Regions from separate parts of the Danio rerio genome. Here region 2 is linked to region 1. The links are chromatin contacts, called in public HiCAR-type maps. All regions are on one chromosome and are shown on one strand. Each heading gives the region's core, a stretch centred on a gene start, on an enhancer-like site or on the middle of the called end of the contact. The rest is flanking DNA. Distances are from core to core; before and after follow the strand shown.

The links. HiCAR-type assays count read pairs that join an accessible place to other places.
Region 2: a contact with region 1 is called in a HiCAR-type map of caudal fin, with 7 times the contacts expected there. The contact joins two enhancer-like sites. A contact is called at or near these places in 2 of 18 Hi-C or Micro-C datasets (caudal fin and an unstated tissue) and 1 of 4 datasets of contacts at active chromatin or transcription factors (caudal fin).

Annotation. Positions count from the first base shown.
Region 1 is chr9:20,195,582-20,201,051 of GRCz12tu, reverse strand. No RefSeq gene overlaps it. Among named protein-coding and RNA genes, the nearest start is that of lacc1, 22 kb to the right of the region's middle. Within about 2 kb of position 2,186, at least 1 of the 62 cell types and tissues checked has an H3K27ac peak or open chromatin away from gene starts, as enhancers often do. A contact at or near this core is called in caudal fin, where this site is marked.
Region 2 is chr9:20,376,496-20,381,965 of GRCz12tu, reverse strand. All of the region lies in intron 1 of tsc22d1 (TSC22 domain family, member 1), which reads left to right. Among named protein-coding and RNA genes, the nearest start is that of tsc22d1, 40 kb to the left of the region's middle. Within about 2 kb of position 2,990, at least 9 of the 62 cell types and tissues checked have an H3K27ac peak or open chromatin away from gene starts, as enhancers often do. A contact at or near this core is called in caudal fin, where this site is marked.

The DNA of each region.
Region 1 (5,470 bases), core at 937-3,436:
CATGAACACATTAAACACATCAAGGGCATAAATCATGAAACAAACAAGCAACAAAAAAGTTTTGCTACTCCAGTTCATAAAGCATTTCACAATTTAAAGGGGTATGTTGTAAGTGCCGCATTTTTAATAAAACAATACAGCCAACATAATTAAAGTGCTTTAGAATTATGGAAAGTTATGCTTGAGCCAACAATTTTGTGAAACTGCAAAAACGCACTCTAACATATGTCTGTCCGCAGTTGTCAAATGAATAGTATGGGGCAGTATGACCCAACTTTTGTTCCTTTTTACAGCAATGATATTTACAGGGACATATCAAGAAATAAATAAAGGATTTATATCTGCAGTTCTTTAAACCACACATAATAAACGCCACAAAATAATGTAACGATGTCTATGAATGACAATCGGATATGTTTGCCTCACTTAACTATCTCCACTTACTCATTAACTAAAGGCAAAGTTCTGGTCAACTTTTCAAATAGTGACAACTTTAAATCATGAGCCAACTGGTCATGCACAATGCACAACTTAAATTGAGTAAATTTCCTGTGGACCACATACCGCTTGAATATCGATGTCACTTAAAAAAACTAAAACTTACATTTAAAAACTAAACAAACAAAACAATTCGAAAACATTTATCTTAATTATTCCGATAAAAAAGGAAACAAAAAAAACTTTCTAGTAAATACAATTTTTTAAAAATGGGTGTGAAAGTATAATCAGTTTGGTGGGAAAAAACAGACTTTAGGTCGGAATCGAGCCAAAAAATTTTGTTGAGCTGTTGGACAATGGCAGGGTTACAGCCTGTGCGTCTCGGGCCAGGGGCGGGCTAGGACTTGGATGTAAGGCCCAAGCAGGGCTCTATCCAAAACCAGCTCAAGTGAGTGTAAAAACATTTTTGTGAAATAAGGATTATGTATTTAAAATCTGGGGTTTCTGCCACTCATTGATGGAAACCCAGAAGGCTATTGAAGGATAAAAAAAACATTTGAAACATTTGTCAAGTTCAACTAATCTAGCCAGCAGCTAGCTCTCTGCAACTCTCACATGGAAGCTAAGCAGGGCTGTGCCCGGTCAGTACCTGGATGGGAGACCACATGGGATAGCTAGGTTGCTGCAGGAAATGGTGTTAGTGAGGCCAGCAGGGGACGCTTAATCTATGGTCTGTGTGAGTCCTAACGCCCCATTATAGTGAAGGGGATTCTATACTGCTCATTGAGCGTCGTCTTTCGGATGAGAAGTTAAACCAAGGTCCTGACTCTCTGTGGTCATTAAAAATTCCAGGATGTCCTTCGAAAAGAGTAGGGGTTTAACCCTGGCATCCTGGCCAAATTTGCCCACTAGCTTCTGTCCATTATGGCCTCCAAACCATCCTTATATCATAATTTGCTTAATCACTCTGTCTTCTCTCCACCTATCAGCTGGTGTGTGGTGGAATATGGCTGCGGTCAAGTCATCCAGTAGGATGCCGAACACTGGTGGTGGATGAGGAGATTCCCCCAATGTGTAAAGTGCTTTGAGTGTCCAGAAAAGCACTATATAAGTTTAAGGAATTAATGAAGGCAGAAAATAGCTATACATAGACCATAATAAAGAGCTATGTGTGTGTGAAAGAAATAATGCAGGCTGACAGCTTTTACAAAAATAATTATTTAAAACCTACAGTATAGCATTAAAACATCAGCAAAAATAGATTTGCTTATCGCTATAGGGAGTTCTTCCTTATATTCTCATAAAATTAGAATGATTATTACAAATTCATGGTTACAGTTAAATATAATAGAGATCATATTTACTACAAGCACACCCATTTACTGAGCAAACACTTTTATGGGCAGATCACATGACTTCCAGTAGACGGTGTTATGTGTTTGCTCATAGTAAATGTAGATTAACCCGGAATGCAGGTTAATAAAACAAACTACGGCTCAGGAGTAAATGCTTTCAAAAACTTCAGCCAAAACATGTGCACCTGGTTCCCATACGAGTTCTGCTATGCCACTGGGCTTTGCAAACATCAACCACATCTATATCCCTTTTCATAAATACAACTTAACTTTTTTTTTTTTTGCAAGTCAGGTCACTTGGTTTTCTTTGAAAAGGTTCCCTCTAGCACAAAGGAAATGTGTGTTGATTGCTTTAATAGGTTACGAGAAAGCAGAGGCGTGAACGGAAGTCATAAATCACAAAAACTACAGTAAGTCGATGGTTCTGTGGAACCACAATATGATGATGAAACTAGAATTAAGCTGTAGACAATATGTACTCTAAAACGTCATAAAATAACCTGTGTTTGCCTATTAAGTGCAATGAAAAAAATTATATTTCAAGTCAAAACCCCAAACAGATATTCTTTGAAATTCTGTGGTCTTAGTTTCTTTCTCTTTTTTTCGCATGACCCACATAAAGGCACTTTATTAATCTGGTGTTTGACCTCACAGGCAAGGCTTTGTAAGGCATTTAAATCTATTTTTAAATGCAGGACCTAGTTATTATACGATGCTGCAAATTTATGGTTCACAAAAAAAGCTTGACCTTCTCTGTTAATCTCTAATCCCAGCTGAAGGTACAAGGGAGGTAGTGAGTGAGTGTGTGACTAAGATCACCCTTCTTCTAAAGAAAGCCAATCAGTTTTCTTAGAGAAAGCCATTTGTTTCTATATACTTAGAGCACAATTGTTTTAAAGGTTGTGAAATTTGATGCACATTTCAACTAACTCATGTAAACATGTCTGGTCACTCAGCTGTTACTGTCATTTTTTTTCGGAAGCGAAAGAACAGCGACTACACTTTTTATTAAACGTCTGTTTATGTGGACTTCTAATATTAATTCAACCCAGGCTCAGTCTAAAAATGTACCTCTATATACATTTCTGGAGAGCGCCAAACACATTCCAAAAACACAGTTTTTGTATTCGCGAATCCACCAGAGGCCACTGTGTATGCTTTTCAGATCTCAAATTTCTCTCGCGTTCCCATTCGCGCTTTCTGCTCTCGCATAAATCTACTACTGGATTTACAGTCGACTGACTGACTGACCCGTCAACTGACCCACTCTTCTCCTTCCCCAAACCCAACCAATAGTGTTTTCAAAAGCAATCCAGAAAAAGAAAAGCCCATGTCTGATTTTTACCACATTTTCAGATTTTAACACATCCTTACCCTATTATTTACTTGTTTAATTTTATTTTTTGGCTTCTGTTTTTGTTTTACCTGCTTTTTGGTACTCCATGTACTACATTGAAGTACATGGCGAGCTAACTGGACAAACTAGTAACAATGGGAAAGCCGTCCATACGGAGGTTAGCAGTCAGCTGGTAAACGCAAAAAGGAACAACATTAAACAGCTCCGTAGTGTTCATTTTAAAGATGAAATGCAGCCATATGTCATACCTGTCAACACTGGGATGTGAAAATAAAAGATATGCCCACCATAATAAGGGATAAAAAATCCCCAAATTACTAAATATGTTCATCTGAAGCTGTTTTATTGTAAATAAAGAGTTAAATGGTTTGATAACATTAAATAACAGGTGTCACTTTAAAAATGCACACATCTAACATTATAATGAAAGCATTCGATTGCTTTCCTAACTTATTATGCTCATTTAGGACAAAATTTGTTGTTTTTGAAAAAAAAAAAAACAAGATCGACATCTTTTGATGTTATTATTATTAATTATGTGTTTATGTCTGCTCAAACACACACCCAAAACCCAGACATTCGCTCCGCTTTAAATCACATGTACAGAATTAGTTTGCAAAATCTATTTATCACTATAAATCTATTTATAGCATCTATTTATCACTATGGAGCGTGTCAGCTGACAGTCACACACTGCTATGTATATGACTGTTTTGAGGATTGCATAGAAGGGGCGAGGTCACCTGTAATGAAAAGAAAAGGGCATCCCACCGTTTTTAAATTTATTTCAAAGTGTTTTCTTGCCTAAATAAAATGAAAGCGCAGTACAGACTCACATTAAAGAGTAGGGGATGACCCCTGGTGGTTCAGCAGTATTGGTCACATATAGGGAAGCTCGGCTCTTTAATGTTCATTGCCACCCTTCAGAGAAAACTGAAAAGACAGAAGAAAATTTGTGAGAAATAAGGGAAAGTACTATTACAGGATGATAGCGAGATAGAACTGTAAAATACAGGAGAATCCCGGGAAAAACAAGAGGGTTGACAGGTATGCCATACGTACTTCAGGCTACATAATGCTCCATCTCCAGAAATGTATATAGTAGGGTTGGGCATCTAAGCTATAATGCCGATCCGATACGCATCTCGATACAAAGAATACGATCCGATATATTAGAGATACATTTGTGACATATTGCGATGCAACACGATACGATTCACACCCATATCACGATACAATGCAATAATTCAGCACGAACTAATTAGATCAAGTTTATGAGATTATGTGAAAGAGGATGCTGTGCCATTAAATGAGTTTGATTATTTATTAACCAAGCAAAACCAAGACTTTTTTTACAAACTGGCTTTTCTCTCAGAGCCAGAGTGTTAGTTTCGGTAGAGGGCCATTTTAGAACATATAGCACATATTATTTAAGGATTTTCAAGATAAACAGAATGTATAAGTGCAATATATATTAAAATATATATATTTGCACTCTTTCAACATAAAGGTTTATCATTGCACAACAAGAATTGTGATTTAACCTTTCAACTATTAAAACAAGTTTTACAAAGATATATTGTGCCACTGAATATTCAAAACTTAAGATCGTGAACTAGCAGTGTTATGCTGCTTTGAAACATCACTGTCACTGTAAACAACAGGCTAATAAAAATATAACAAACCAGCAATCTTCTTGCTGTGAGGTGGTCAAACTACCCACTGTGCCACCGTGACACCCATTATTTTTATCATTATTATTATTAATATTATTATTATAATTAAATAAAAATTAACAGGAGGAGGTGTTTAAAACCTTCGTTCTCCGTGACACTAGGCTGAATATCTTTGCAGATGAACAATGCAGTAACATCCGTTATTGGCATAGAGCGCACAAAACTTTTGCGCATGGAAAAAAAAAACTTGCAATGTTTTTCTCACCACTTTTGGAGCTGGTAGCTACAGTTGAAGCAGTGCGAAAGCCGGGGATGCAGGAACACTGGAAGATGCTTCCACAACAACACCGTGGCGCCGCTTCAAGTGAGATTTCAGATTAGTCATACTGCCCGCGTATTTTACAGATGCGCGGCACATTTTGCAAATTGCATCTGTCCTGTCATGTCGTCCATCCTTAAATCCATAATGTTGCCATACTTTAGATTTAAAACTCAGTGGGGAATAAAATGTTTGTTTTGCTTCTCGCGCTTTCTGAGGGCGCACCACTAGCTTCATCTGCACACCTGATACACTGAGTTGTAGTGTAAGTGTACACATCCGCAAATCCGTTGCTAAGGCTTACTTTATGTAGGTCGATTAAATT
Region 2 (5,470 bases), core at 1,741-4,240, 180 kb before region 1:
TATTTAAACTCTCTGCAGAGTTCATAGAAATGACATTTTCTTGCCTCAAATATTTAGCCTGGAGTGCGTAAGGCTTTAAATAGAAAGTTTCTGTTGGTTAAGCGTGTGTCCTGGTCTACCTCCTGTGCCTTTAGCATCTGCAGGAGAGCCTGTGGTCGAGACTCGCACACACAGACTGTGGCTCCTGGACAGACAGTATTGCATAAGCGTGCTAATGAGGACTAGATGTGACAGTCTGGCTCTTTCAGGCCACAGTGGTGCCCAGGTCAAGCTACTTCAACTCTAAATAGATCTTTATATATTTGTTGTTTGTGCCTGGTTTTGACTTTAAGCTGCTCATGTTCAGTTCTGGCTGTAATCAGAGTAATTTTCTACCCCTAAAAGATGCATTTATCATTCATTTGAATACTTTAATACTTGTTTTATTTTATAATTTTTTATAAACATTATATTTTATTATTGGAATAAATCTATAGGATTTGTGTGATGGTGAAATAAATAGTTGTTTAAAACGAGTGCTAACTCCTAAGAGTATTGGTTATGTGTATGTTTAATAAATCCTATATATTACATTAATTGAATTCTATTTTATACATTCTGCGGTGTTAATGCTTGATTTTAAGCAGTTTTATTAGGTCATGTGGGTATTTAGTTCATTAACAGAGCTAGATTTGCTTGGGAATTAATTTCGACACCTGGAAACGCTGATTATTTGTTTGGAAAGCTTCAGCAAAAATAGGTGATAATGCACACCGGATGCTTGCCCAAAAAATAAACATAATATGTTTTTCAGCCTCATGTTGTTTTAAACTTTTAAAGGGCACTTATTATGCTCCTTTTTCAAGATGTAAAAAGTCTCTGGTGTCCATAGAGAGTGTATGTGGAGTTTCAGCTAAAAATACCCCACATATTGTTTTTGTAATTCTTTGAAACGGCCCCTTTTAGTCTTTGATCCAAATCGTGCCATTTTGGTGACTATTTTGGCAGGTATGGTGAAAGCTATGTAATGTAATGTCTGCTTGTCACTCAGGGCTGACTATGCTAATGAAAAAGACATCGTCACTGATGTGCGGGACTTTACCTTTCCCATGACGTGTACAATGGCAGAATGTTAATCGAAGAGTTTCTGCCGGTTGTCTTTATGAAGTGTGATTATAAAAAAAGAACTAATTTTTTATACCATTAGAGGTTGGATCTATTCACACACTGTTGCTAAACAACTGTGTTTATAATTTTTTTTTTTTTAAAGGACATTTAGGTGAACAAAATCCTCCAGCTGATGTTTAAATCCCTAAGTACACCTTGTTTAAATATAGATTTTTTTTTATAAAGAGTTGACTCTAAGTCATTTAAATGATTTGTTGTTCATCTGAATCCTTTGTCTGATGTATCGACATCAACACGGAACAGTACCAAAGATGAAGTGCCAGATCCGGTAAAACGTGAACGTGCCTTTCCCTTCAGACAGTAGCATGTGGGAAACTGATCATGACTGAAGATGATTCAACATTAATAAGTGAACGTTCTGGTGATTAATGCAATAATCTACCCTGTAACTCGGGAATTTGTTGGTCGTTTGTTGAAAGAAGGATTAAAAAAGACCTGATGTATGGGACTTCGTCAAAGCTTGACAGAAACGCTATTAGTACACAGTTTATGGACCAGTATCTTCCTCCATTTCACAAGCTTGATTAATAAGGTTGTCTCCTTGTTTTTTTTTTTCTAACTTGCAAAATATGTATTTAATTGTTTTTTGTTACTTGTAATCACTCCCCATGGCTTGAACAGTATCTGGTTAACTCTTTATATTTATATATCGCAATCGAAAACCATGTTAAAAACGCGATGTATATCGCTTTCTTTACAGATTTAAATGCGTTTGTGAGCTCGCTGTCCTTTGCCGTTTGTCGTTGCTTTGGCCTCAATCAGCTGTTTTTACACACATGCGGTGGTCAAGTTTCAAAATAGTTTAGCTTTTGCCACTGTGTGGATTAATACTGAATGTGTGTCATTGTTTTTACTTATGATTAAGAGTAGAGTAATATGCTGCTGTTTAACTGCATTGCACTCCTGCTTGGGCTCACACATACACTCTGCACTCTGACTACTTCAACAATGCTGATAAGTAGGCCCACACGGAATCTGCGCGTGCAGAATTCCGCAGATTTTCCACAGATTTTCCGCAGAATTCCGCAGATTTCTGCAGATTTTTAGCCCATCATTAATTCTGTTTATTTACTTGAGCAAATGTGTAAATCTGATTTCATTCAGTTTTTATTCAGTAATTTATTACTTTTTATTTAATATATTAAGGTTTTAGTTATGATACTCCGCTGGATACTCCCAAAATAATTCCGCAGAAATTCGCAGATTTTTACCTAAATCACTCCGCAGAAATAGCAAAAAACGTCTGCAGATTCCGTCTGGCCCTACTGATAATCCATGGTGGCCTTTTCTCTCTGTCTTACGCTGAATGCAGTCAACCAATCACCTCTGACTAGGTAATCGCACCAATCAGCACAGATTAGCATCGCGCTAAGGAGGGGTTTGGAAAAAAATGAATTGCTGATCAAATCATGTCAAGTCATTGGTATAATTAGGTCAAAATAAATGCATATTATAAGACAATGAAAGGGTTTTTGACCTTGCATGCATATCAGCCTGTTGTTTAAAACCCCCAAAATAAAAACAAACACTTTTTAATGCGAAGTAGGGGCTTTTAAAACCACTTCTAAAATTGATTTTTGCATAATAGGTCATAGGACATAGGCCCCTTAAGTCTTGAATCAGATGAATACAATATATATTTTGACATGTCTTGTCCCACACAGTAATAGTCAATGAGGTCCAGATGTTTCATGTTGTAAAAGCGTTACTTATGAGGATGAAAAAATGACGCTATACTTTTATTTAAGTGAGCTGTATCCCTTTAAATGTGCTCACTAGTCACTTGGCAGACCGCATAGTTCTCGTATGACAGAGACTGACTCATATCTTTCAATGCTGAGGTCATGAAAGAAGTTTTATCAGAGCGTCGTTGTATCACACCAAGGTCACATGAACTTAATCAAAAAATGCAGCATTCTGATTAAAAGCCTTCCTGGGTTTCTTCTGCTTTTTTGGGGTTTGTTTTGCAGCCGAACCCAAACGTAGGAGCTTTGTTTGTTTTGAGGTTGGTTGTTTCTCATTACCTGGAATGAACCCTTTTGAGAGCTGCCACTCCCTCGGTTTATGTAATAGAGGAGAGTGAGGCTTTATTGGAAATGCTGGACACAATGATTTTGGCTTTTGATGGATGAGAGTTTTGGCAGGAGAGGTCAGCAGCGTCTCAGTTTGGGGATGTGGCAACACTGAGATGAACGAGTGTTTGCTTTTACAATGGTGGATTATATTGCCCTCTGATGGCCATTTTGCACAATGTCAAAGCTAAGCAGGTTTAGATTACATAGAGGAAACAGAGAAGCAAAAAAAGATGGTTTGGGGATACTCAAACTGTTTGCTGTTTGTTCATATGAACTCGAACAACACGACTCTTGAGTAACTTAATTATGTTCAATCCACTTAAATTTGTAAAAACTAACAAGCTAGCTCATTTTTTTTTTATAGTGTACAACTGCACTAAATAAAATGACTCATTGATTTACTCCGTTAATGTTTTTAAGATAACTGGTTTATATGGCCTGTTTAAACAAATTAAGTTGAACATACTACATTTCATTTGTTTAAATTCAACCCATATAAATTCTTCGCGACCAGTTACCTTAAAAGTTTAAAGTTATTCTTATAAAAAATTTTCAGTGTGTTTATTTAATTATATTTTTTTATTAAAGTTTATTCTTTATTAAATGCTTCATTCTTTTTTTTATCTGTTTTTTGTTATCGATTGAATTTTAATTTAAATTCTAATTGAAATTCTTATTTGTCTTTTAGTTTATTTAGCAGTGGTGCAATAAAAGATCCCATCAGGATTCAAGTATCTTGTAGTGATCCGTTTTTACCGGTTTGATCAGCTGTATATTTTCTGTCTTGCTTTTTTTCTTTTTTCTTGTTTCTTTTTTTGGTGAGAATTTTGCAACGGCAAAATGTTTTATTAGTTTGTTTGTTTTTACACTATTTATATAAAAACGACAACACACAATGCAGTTGTACCCTGGTTTCCGTTTTCTTTTTCAAATCACTTATCTCAATCTTTTAATTAACCATAGTGGTCAAATCATGACATTGCAAGCCCTTGCATTAGGTAACATGATCGACAACTACTCAACAAGAAAATTAATTGAATTTTTTTTTGTAAGCCAAACTGATTGTTTCAGCCCTATTTTTCACTTTTAATTAATACACTTTTAATGTTTACTGGAATATTTCCAAGTTGTGATTTCAAAATGAGAATCGGCACCTTCAGTGTTTCAATTAATGACAGAAAAGTTGTATAATACATGCATAACACTGTATATTATGATGATAAACTCAATAACACAATATTTGTATACTCAACTGTGATATGATAACTGTTGTGGAGGCATGTCACTCATTTTGTGTTAAACATGTCAAACACATCTTGAAAGTCCTTGAAGTCATTCCCTGCTTGATGAAAACTTAAAAGCCTTGATTAGTCTTATGTCTTGCATCTGCATTTCAAAGGTGTTAAAAATGCTATTGAACCGACCCCATGAAGAATTTTGTTTCTTTTTTTCTCTGTCTATTTTGTACCTGGAACAAAAGAGGCGGAACCAAATAAAGTAAACGCTCGTGGGGATTTCGCTTACGCAAACAAATTTTGTGGAGATTTCACTCTAATAAACTGTATATTAGCAAAAAAAGAACTATGCATTAATTAACTGACCGGGGACCGAAATCAGGAGGATTTTTTGCATATAACCAGGCTGACGGGTGATTCTCTTGCATCCCAATTATTATTAGTCAGCTCCATAAATAATAGTAATTGATTAGTGGTATTTTGCTTTTTTGCAAATCTGGTACTATAAAAAATATGCTAAAATAAAATTAACTATACAATGGGTCTTAAATTTCATTCTCTTTGGTACTAAAAAGGTCTTAAATATAATTCTTAGTAAGCTGATACTCTCGAGATGGACTTACTCCCACCTACTTGCTGCTTTAGCCCCCCGGGCTGTACAGTATTGGAAAAATCTGACACTGCTATATATATATATATATATATATATATATATATATATATATATATATTATTTTCCGCAATTTATGAATGTAATTTCACCATATACATTCAATAGCTCTTTTTGGAAAGAATTCATTTGTTTAGGTCGACTGGGATGATCAAATTTTATTCTATGCAGTATGTTTGCATAAATTATAATAAATTACGAGCATATTTAAATGCAAAGGAGCAAAGATAAAAGTTAAATAAACTGTGCTTTATGGTATTCTGGAGAATCTAACAGTGCAGGTGAGGAAATGAAACGCATAAAATAACAAGGTCATCATTGTA